Regions from separate parts of the Mus musculus genome. Here region 2 is linked to region 1. A link is a contact called in public HiChIP or PLAC-seq data. All regions are on one chromosome and are shown on one strand. Each heading gives the region's core, a stretch centred on a gene start, on an enhancer-like site or on the middle of the called end of the contact. The rest is flanking DNA. Distances are from core to core; before and after follow the strand shown.

Region 1 (4,864 bases), core at 2,157-4,656:
AGTCCTGACCAGCACCCACCTTTCACTATTAGTCATGACCTAGAGTAGCATCCCTGTGCCCTTCATGGACAAACCAGAGCTTCTGCTGTGATGTACTTCAAGACAGAGAAGCAACACTCTCCAGTCGTTGGCAGAGGAGCTGGTCCTGATAACCCCCAGTACCAGACACAGGCTCCTTCTCCTGGAGCAGTGTCCCCAGCCTGGGTGGGAGTACTGCCCAGGACACATCTCATCACCTGCTCACTCATGGAGAAAGAAACTTTGTTTCTCAGAGTGTCTTCTTGAGACTTCCATGCTTATGAGTCTGTAGCAGGCTGGCCAGGTGTCTAGGCCAAGTGAGGGGCCAGAATGCCCAAGTCAGTACACACAAGAGACTATCACTGGCTGAGGGTGGAGGACTTAGGGAAGGGACAAAGGCATTCATGAGATCTGCTTTCTCAACAAATCAGTGTGTTGGGCACAGATGAGTGTCCTCAGAGGTCCCTCCCAATGCCCCACTCTAACACCAACATAGAACTACATTGGGCGTGGTTTCCAGCATGGAGAAGGCAGGGAGGCCTGGCCACCATAGCTTCAAACAGCTACCGTGTTCCTCCAGATCCTTACTGCCCACTTTCAGTAATGTTTGGGGAGTTTTCAGTAATGCTCCACCTGCTCCTTGTATTGGGTCCAGCCACCTGCGGGGTCAGTTGGCTCATGATGCCTCTATGCTGAGTCTTCACCCAAAGAGCTCCCTGTTTTTCTCTACAGCTCCCCAGGCACAATAAACACTTTGGTGAGGCTGACAGAAGCAGTGTTTCATAGGGGAGTCAGAGAGTGGGTGGTGGGTGGCAAGGCCTGTCTAAGTCTGGAAACCACATAGGCTGGGTCCTTTAGGGCAGTACCTTCAGGGAAAGGACTATACCTTAGTTCTTCGTGGGAAGACCCAAGGTGCCTAAAGGCCCTTCTTGGACCCTGTAGTCCCCAGCATCTAGCCTAAGAGTATGATACGGCTGGTTTAGCTGCCCAGAAGCTCCCGCTTTGGAACAGCAATTACATGAGGCAAGCCACATTCCACCCTGTTCCATGTGTGCCCTGGGTCCCGGGAGCCACTGTAGACAGATTCAGCTTTCAAGTACATCAAATAGAAGGTCACTGAGATGCCTCTAAAGGTAAAGGTACTTGCTACTAAGGCTTATGACCTGAGTTTGATCCCTGGGACCTAAGGATGGAAGAAGAAAACTAACTGCCCTTTGACTTCTGACCTCTGTACCATGACACACATACACCCACTCACAATAAAATGAATAGAAATGCTTAATAATAATAATAATAATAATAATAATAATAAACTGAGGGAGGTGCTCACATTGGCTCTGGTCTCTACTTGCACATATGTGTGTACATGTGAATATGTAGAACACACACACAGGAAGGTAAGTGTATTATTTCTGTGTTTATACTGGACACAGTATAACTTGTTTGGCTTTTGTGTGTGTGCTAGGACCCTGTTGTGTACTCCTGCTGAGCAGGTACCTGGGATCCTTGGGCTTCAGCCTTTCCATCTGGATTTACAAGTGTGTTCCACCACGCCCTGAAGTACCAATGTTTGAAGAGACAAAATTGTCCCGAAATGTTTGAGGGTATAGTTCAGTGACACCTGTAATGTGAATATTATGCAAAAATTAATAAAATAAAATAGAATTTAATAAAAATATTGATTGTAAATTTGTCAAAATGTTGATAATTCGTCCATCTGGGGCTCATTATGCTGTTATTTCTGCTTTGTAGTCGGTTTAAAGTTTTTCACTCAAATTGGTAAAACAAACAAAACAAAGCAAACAAACAAAACCAGCAGCTCCATGGGAGGCTGAGAAACAAATCCTTGCAGACTTTAGCAGCCTAGAACAAGAAGCAGCGATATCTCCAGGTCCTTAAGGTCTGGGACAGGCCCCTCGAGTGGAAGAGGATGCCGTTCACCATCTCCCAGACCTGAGGCCTGGACAGGACTCTGCTTCCTGGCTCTGGCTCTGGCTCTGGCTCTGGCTCTGGCTCTGGCTCTGGCTCTGCCTCTGGCTCTGCCTCTGGCTCTGCCTCTGCCTCTGGCTCTGGCTCTGGGGCTCTGGCTCTGACTCTGGCTCTGGCTCTGGCTCTGGCTCTGGCTCTGGCTCTGGCTCTGGCTCTGGCTCTGGCTCTGGCTCTGGCTCTGGCACAGGCAGGCCTCCATACTTTAATATCAAAGGTTTTCCTGGGTTGCCTTGTGCTGTGGTGAGCAATGCAGTAGGGATGGGAGAAATGACAGACATCATTTCTGCCATATTCCAGTGGCTAGAATAGAAGCAAGACCTTAGATGCAGCTTCTAGGAGGGGGTCAGACAATGGTGGAGATGCAGGCAGACATCAAGGCTGAGCCAGAAACTCCTAAAACCAGGATGTACGGTACACAGTGAAAAGCAGGGAAAGTAAGACATGGGAGAGAGGGATGGAGACTTGAGCAGAGGTGAAATGTTCTACATGGATCCTCAAGAGGACACTTTCAAAAGAACTACAGGTAAGTACACCCGGCTGGAGACAGGCAAAAACCCATGCACGCAAAGGCTCTAGTCCGGAGCCTCAGCAGGGTTGAGCAAAACTAGAGGAAAGTGGGAATTGAGTATGTTTGGCTGATGGCACTTTTCAAATGTTAGCACAGTTCACCAAGTTACTAACCACTCTCACCATGGTTCTCATAGGTTCATGCTAGCCCTCTTCCACAGCCTTGGGAAGACTTCTGTTCCCATCAGGCCTCCTCCTGAGCACACCCTTTGCTGGGCTCCATTCTCTGCAGGTGGCATCAGCCCCTACTATGCAGGCCCTGTGTGGATTCTCATGAGCATTTGCTGCAGTGTGAGTGCTGTCCTGTCGGACTAGTCATCTCTCCCATTAGATCTCAGGTTCCAGAGACCTCCTGTTGGTGAAGGTGTCCTCAGGGCTGACAGGTATCACACAGAGGGTGGTGACTCAGACAATGGGAGGGTATTGCCCGGGAGAAAACTGCATCTCCAAACGTTTCCACATGTACTGTACTTACTCTTGTATTTTGGTTTGTTACAACTCAGCTTTAGAAAGAGATGTGTTTATATCTAAAGTGACAGGAAGGGACAAGTGACCAACAGTTTGGAGGCCCTGCAGTACAAGCCCTTGGGGGATAGATAGGAAAGAAGACCGGCATTGAAGAGCGGCAGATATGTTGCTAAGAAGGACCCAGAAAAGCGGAAGAGCACAAGGAGTGAGACCATAGTAGATCTCTGTTTGGATGCAAGGGCCAAAGAACAGAGCCCAGAATAGCACTGAGTAGCTAATGCGCTAAGCCCCGCCCTCCGAGTGCTTCCCGCCCCGCCCCACGTGCTAAACCCCGCCCTTTAGTCAGCCTCTTACTTAATGCCTGGTACCCGGAAACAATGTCAACCTTGAGTACCGCCCATCGCCTCGTCCTTCCGTCCCTCCAGAAACCAGAAGTTCCGCCGCCGAGCGAACACCTTAGATTGTGAGTCACCGAGTTTGTACTTCTGCGCAGGCGCCCTCAGCCCACATCTAACTTGGCTCCTGCGGCGAGACCGCCCTGCTGTCATGGCTCCTCCGTTGTTGTCGCTGCCGCTTTGTATTCTGCCGCCGGGTTCGGGCTCCCCCCGCCTGGTGTGCTACTGCGAGCGGGATAGTGGTGGAGACGGGGACCGCGACGACTTCAACCTCTAGTGAGTGGAGTCTAGGGATGTGGGGTGCGGGAGCATAGCGGGCACGGTGCCTGACAGCCCCTCCCACCCAGTGTGACGGACGCCGCCGAGCTCTGGAGCACCTGCTTCTCGCCTGACAGCCTGGCGAGGCTCGTGAGTAACAGTGCTGGGGATAGGAGACAGCTGGTAGCTTGCCACCCTCCCCCTCCCCGTGGCAGTGGTTCTAATAGCATTTCCAGGGTAGGGCAGTTTGGAATGTCCAGTGGGTCCAGGGTCCTGGGCGGGGTTAGTGACAATTCCTTGTTCCCAGCAGAAAGCCCGATTTGGCCTAAGTGGGGCTGAAGATATCCATTCCCGGTTCAGGTGAGTTCCAGTTAGGGAGGCCATGTGAATGAGAAGCTTGGGGTAGTGCTAACACATCCTGGCCATAACACACATCTCCCTCCTTAGGGCAGCCTGCCAACAGCAGGCAGTAACTGTAAGCCTGCAAGAAGACAGAGCATTGATAACCCTTTCAGGGGATACCCCTGCCCTGGCCTTTGACCTCTCCAAGGTGCCCAGCCCGGAGGCAGCCCCCAGGCTGCAGGCTTTGACTCTCAGCCTGGCAGAGCATGTATGCAACCTAGAGAGGCGGCTGGCAGGTACTGTATGTGTGGGCACCTGTACCTTCCCTCAGGGGCATGCTTTTGCAGACCCTCCTGGCATTGAGTGAGATGCCACGACTCTCTCTTAGCTGCAGAAGAGACCATCACTAGCCCCAAGAAGAACACCCAGCCAGCAGGCACTCAGTTCTTACCAGGTAAGGGGTGGGCCTGGCATGTGGGCTGGGGCTGCTCTTTCTCTGGAACTGCCTCTCCAGATGTCTCATGGGAGAATCTTTCCATGTGGACAGAGTTCTGGCCAGGGTTCTTTGGAGTTCAAGATTTCCCTGATCCTATTTTCTGGCAGAACTTGATCACCAGAGAGGCAGCTCTGGGCCTGGGGTCAGGAGACGGTGTCCAGGGGAGTCTCTCATTAACCCTGGCTTCAAAAGGTACTTGCCACCTGTCTCCCCTGCCCTGGTCCCTTCCTTTTCTTCTATGTATTTACATACTCTTGTCTTCTAGTAAGAAACCAGCTGCTGGTGTAGACTTTGATGAGACCTGAGGACAGCAAAGCCTGTTACTTGGCCA
Region 2 (4,967 bases), core at 1,391-3,890, 1.0 Mb before region 1:
CAGGCCATTGAAAGCACATATGGAGATATAGTCAAACCTCTGAAAAATGTTCAAAGCAGTACTTAAAGTAGAAAGAGTAGACTGGAAGCTACTGACTTAGTAGGGGGAAAACTGAGGCCTAGAGCCTTGAAGGGCCCAAAGTAAGCTAGTCAGTTAGTAGCTATGATTCAGAGTCCAGGGATCCAGCTCAGGGGTCCACCAGAAGACAGACACGCTGTGGTGGACACAGTGGTCAGAAGGAAGCACCCTTTAGGTTGGACACTTCTTGGATCGCTAAGTCCAAGCGTTGTAAGCAGTGGGATTCCGAGGGTGGTGATCTGGAATGTTCCTGTAGCTGCCTGTTCTGACAGCACCCCACTCAGGACAGAACACTCACACCCTGGACCACTTCATGCTTGCACCCCTTCCCTGTGTTGTCCTCTTTGTCACTCCACCCAAGCATACCATGTGCCCTGAACTGGCTTGACTGACAGTTACTCTCCTAGGGACATCTCTGAGCCTCTCCTGAGAACTGGGTAGTCTCATTCTACCTGCACCCTAACTTCTGGGTCCCACAAGGCACAAGGTGAGATCCTGCAGGAGGGAGAGGCACCTGTAGCCCAGGCTCCGGAGGCCTAACCCCCCTGGTACTCCTGGGACTCTATGCTGCCCATCATACCTGCATACAGACCTGCTCCCTCCAGGACAACCAGGCCATGCTGGTCTGCATTCATGATGCGATGCAGATGCAGGTGGTTACAATGTTACAGGTCTATCAGCAACAGAACATCTGAGGCTGAGTGAGTATTTAGCAGGAAGAGTGACAGCTTTGGTTTTGGTGTGTGTGTGTGTGTGTGTGTGTGTGTGTTGTGTGTGTGTGTGGTGTTGTTGTTGCTGTTGTTTCTGTTGGTTGGCTGGTTGTTTTTACCCTCCAAGCCCTTTTCCTGGTAGACACAGGACTAGAAGGACCAATATCTCCTGTCTACTGTGTGAAACAGCTTCACACCCACTTGCCAAGAACTTGAGCCCTGCCCCCCACCCAGGCCATTTTTCTGGCTCAGCTGTCCCAGGGTTCCACAGCTAAGTTCTCCTGCCTGTGTGGTTGGCCTCTACTTATAAAAAGAGCCAACAAGTGTTTGTGTTCAGCTGGTCTGCTGTGCAGCCATACTCATTGCTAGACAAAGACAGTGGAAGAGATACAGACACCCATGGACAGACGGGATGGCAGGTAGGCAGATGTCGCCAGGTCAGCGCAGGTCTCCAGACTCCAGAAGGATAAGGCCTTCTTTGTATCCAAGTCAGGCTGCCTGCTGACAAAGCTGGAATATAGTCGACACATAAGCAGTTAGAGGCCTTCAGGACCCATCTCAGAAGAGGCACTTGCAGTCAGGCGTTCCTTCTATGGAACTGCTCTCTGGAGCTGCAGATCTCTTATATAAATATTTCTGTAGCATTGGGCGCTTTTTCTCTCGGGTACTGACCCCATGCTGCTAACCCCCAGGCTTGAGGCCAGTTTCTGAGAGGAGCAGGAGATGGGGGCTGGACAGCTGTTGGCACTGGCCCTTTAGTGCCTTTCAGGAACAGGTGTGTCAAGGGAGATGGGAGGGTCCTAGGACAATATAATCTGGGGCCCTTATTCCTTGTTGAACTCACCACCGTGTTTTAGGATGGGGAGGTGTTGTTCGTTCCAGATTCCATTGAACTTTAACTGCAAAGGGATAAGGAAGGCATCTTGGACGCCCAGTGCTAAGCAGCTTAGCACAGGATGTCCAAACATCAAGGTGGAGATAAAGCATGAGAGGCTGTGTTGACGCTAGCAGTCATTGTACTGGAACTCTGCACTTTCCCAGGCCACCTAAGTCGGACACAGCCAGGGACCAGTGAGAAGGGTGACCGTGGAACGTCTAGACTCGGGTTCCTGCTGGGAATCGAGAGCGCAATCTGTCCAGCAAGGCACTAGTCCTTGGGGAGTTCCCTTAGGGAGCCCCGAACTCCCTTCTACAGAGGCTGCGGGCGCGACGCCATCATCGTTTAAGGTCAAGCGTTCCGGAAGTCATGGCTAAGAGTGCCTGGCCTCAATCCTCCTGATGCCTATAGCCGAGACCAAACAGCTCCCAGGAGTGGAGCCCTAGGGACAGGACACGCGCAACGCTGCCAGGGCGCCACATTTAAACTCCTGCCCCAGGATTCCCCCCAAACTTGACTTCAGCTGCTCCTGCCCACGGTCCTAGACCTAACTCCAGGATGGAGCTGGTTCCCCGTGCAGCTTTCCTTTCCCACAAGACCCGTACCTCCTCTACTATTGAAATGCAAATTCTGGCCAAATGTCGCAGAGGGCGGCTACACACAAAGCCTGATCCTTCCGCAGCGCCAGCTCAAACTTTTGGTCTCTGTAAACTTTCGAACAAGAAGTAGTTCCTAGATGCCCATTCCATACACCCCTCCATTCCTCCTTGTCTTGCGAACCATAAGATCCTTAGATCCTGGCTCGGGACGCGCTCCCTAGCCCGGACAGGCGCAGAACCCACCAAAGCGCTGGGAGGGACAGGGTCCACAAGGGGGTAAGGGTTCGCAGGAACCAGGGGCGGAGCCCGCTGGGATGGGGCGGGGCAGGGGCGGGCCCCCATAGGGGCGGAGCGCCCGCCCGCTCAGAGCCTCACTAGTGCCTCTGCCGCGGGAGGGAGCGCAGGGGCGTGGGGCGCAGGGCGCGGGCGCTGGGCGCGGGTGCGAGCGCAGTGAAGGAACGAGCCCGGGTGCCTTGTAGGGCCCAGCGCCGCTGAGAGCCCAGCGCCGCCCACCCGCCAGGAAAGAGGGCATCAGAGGGTGGACGCCTGCGGGACCGCCGGTGGTGTGCGTCAACGTCCGATCCCCGCCGGCCACCCCAAGAGGCCGCCGCCCGGGCTGCGGGCAGCTGGCGAGCAGGCATGCCACGGCTCCTGACGCCCTTGCTCTGCCTAACGCTGCTGCCCGCGCTCGCCGCAAGAGGTAGGCTCCCGCGAGCCCGCAACTTCGGGCGCCTTTCAGAAACTTCTGTTGCGCCCTGCGCACGCTTTGGGTAGATAGGAGTAAGGGACCAGCTGCCAGAGTTGAGAGCCAGAGCGGGTGGACGGGACCGTGGGACCTGGTGTCCTGGCGTGTGAGGAGGACCCTTCTCTTTCCAGGGGTACCCACTTTTCTCATAGCGCCCAAAGACGCTGGAAGTGTGGTATGGGGCCCCGGAGGCCCAACCCTGGCTCGCACTTGGGTAGACGCTCCTGGGGCTCGCCGCGGGGGCGGACATGCTGCTTGCGCCTCTACTTTTCGATTTGAATCGAATCGGTTTTGGTTTCCTGTTGCTTCTTGGGACCATTTATTTTCATTCTTCTTTGCCTCCGGCCCGTGCTAGGGCGGATGTTGGGGTGCAGTGTGAGGTCAGGGGCGCTATACTCTCGTTGCTTACTTAGAGCGGGGCAGAGACGATGTGCCCTGGACTCCTAGTATGGGGTTTTGGGATCGCTGTCCCCTAGCCGGAATCAAACTTTCGAAGAGGGGCGATGTGCAGGCGGCTTGCTGCCTAGGGTGGGCGTGGGACTGACTCATTTCGGAAGTTTGAAAATCCTGTGCTGATTGGAACGGGAGCCGGAGAGGGGAGCCCTTATTTCCCTTCCGGCTTCACAGAACGGGGTACTCCTGTTGTAGTAACCAACTGCACTCTTCTCCCAGTAATCGAAGGAGAGAACTGCCTGCCCTTTCCTTAAAAGTGGGGTTTTATGTGACGCTCGAGCTCAGCCCTACATCGAGGCTTAATTTTTAGAGCTCTTTAAGATGGCGTGGGAGGGGCTTGATTAATAATAGCCCCTTCCCGAGAACGGGGTGGAATTCCTTCTAAGTGGGGTTTCTAAGACCCCCTCCCTGGGTGCGGCGGGGGCTGCCCCTGGAGATGCCTGCGAACAGGTATTGGGTGTCGGAGTAGGCGGGGCAGGTCTCCGGGTGCGGCCCCGCTGCCCCAGGAGGCGGCCCTGGCGCGACAATGGGCCGCTCTGATTCCCGGGCCGGCGCTTTGTTGGAGGGCGGGGTGGCGGGCTCCGCAGCTGTCGCTTTTTCCCACGATCCGGGGAGCTGAGTGTGGCCACCCCCTCCCTCCTGCGGTCCCCTCGTATCTTGTGTTTGAACTGAGGCAAGGGTGGAGGCTTGTCGGGGGGCTTTGCTGGGCACCTTAATCCCCTCCCACTTTGGCTGTGTGGTTAGAAGTTTGGGAGAATTTGCTAAGTCTTTCTGTTGCCGTCCACTTCGCCTCACTATGAGTGGGGCGGTACACCTGCCACCTAGCCAGCCTATCCTTTCCCCACTAGTTTTTGACTACAATACTGTGAGCAGAACATTGATTCGTAAGCCGCCCCCCCCACCGCGTCCCGCACCCCCTCAGGACTGCCAATAACTCTAGTGCATAGGCACCATGGCTTTAATCTCCGTCCACCATCAGGACTATAAGGAGTTAGGTGCCCAGAACCAAGCCTGACCTCTCTCTTCTGACCTTCCCCCAGGCTTGAGATGCTCCCAGCCAAGTGGGACCTGCCTGAATGGAGGGAGGTGCGAAGTGGCCAACGGCACTGAAGCCTGTGTGTGAGTACCGCCCCTGAGGGGACCTGTTGCTTTTGTCAGAGCAGAGCCCCTGCCTTCTGGGGACAGAACACTGGGCTATTGTCTTCGGAAGACAGCCCCGAGGCTGAGTGCAGTCACGTGCTGACTTTTATTGGACAAAGTCTGGCAATTACTTAATCACCAGCAATTATGCCGCGTGTGGAGCTACTCTGGCCCCTGGAGGTTGGCACACTCCTTCGTGGGCCCTCAGGCTCCTGGGAATTCTTGGTGCCCTAGTTCTTATTTAAAATGCTTGAGAAACAGTTGTTTTGGATGATGAGCATTCGTTCTGGGACACTTACCGAGAGAGTCTGAGACCCCCACCCCCTGTCACCTGGGATCCCTCTTCCTGAGCAGGAGTGCACTAG

Evidence for each region. HiChIP or PLAC-seq counts read pairs in DNA pulled down with a chosen protein or histone mark.
Region 2: a contact with region 1 is called in a FOXA1 HiChIP or PLAC-seq map of pancreatic cancer cells. The contact joins the promoter of Notch1 here to the promoter of Paxx in region 1. A contact is called at or near these places in 5 of 39 promoter capture datasets (the SN4741 cell line, embryonic stem cells, liver and 1 more) and 2 of 115 datasets of contacts at active chromatin or transcription factors (pancreatic cancer cells and pro-B cells).

What each region holds. Positions count from the first base shown.
Region 1 is chr2:25,459,636-25,464,499 of GRCm38.p6, reverse strand. Paxx (non-homologous end joining factor) reads left to right here and starts at 3,406. Exons shown (of 7, transcript NM_153557.1): 1 at 3,406-3,713; 2 at 3,785-3,845; 3 at 4,006-4,055; 4 at 4,143-4,333; 5 at 4,426-4,491; 6 at 4,641-4,725; 7 at 4,799-4,864. The coding sequence starts at 3,589. The coding sequence ends at 4,838.
Region 2 is chr2:26,501,495-26,506,461 of GRCm38.p6, reverse strand. It overlaps Notch1 (notch 1), which reads left to right and starts at 2,640. Exons shown (of 34, transcript NM_008714.3): 1 at 2,640-2,964; 2 at 4,503-4,581. The coding sequence starts at 2,904. Gm35978 (predicted gene, 35978) reads right to left here and starts at 2,535. Exons shown (of 2, transcript NR_132655.1): 1 at 1,633-2,535; 2 at 1,115-1,298.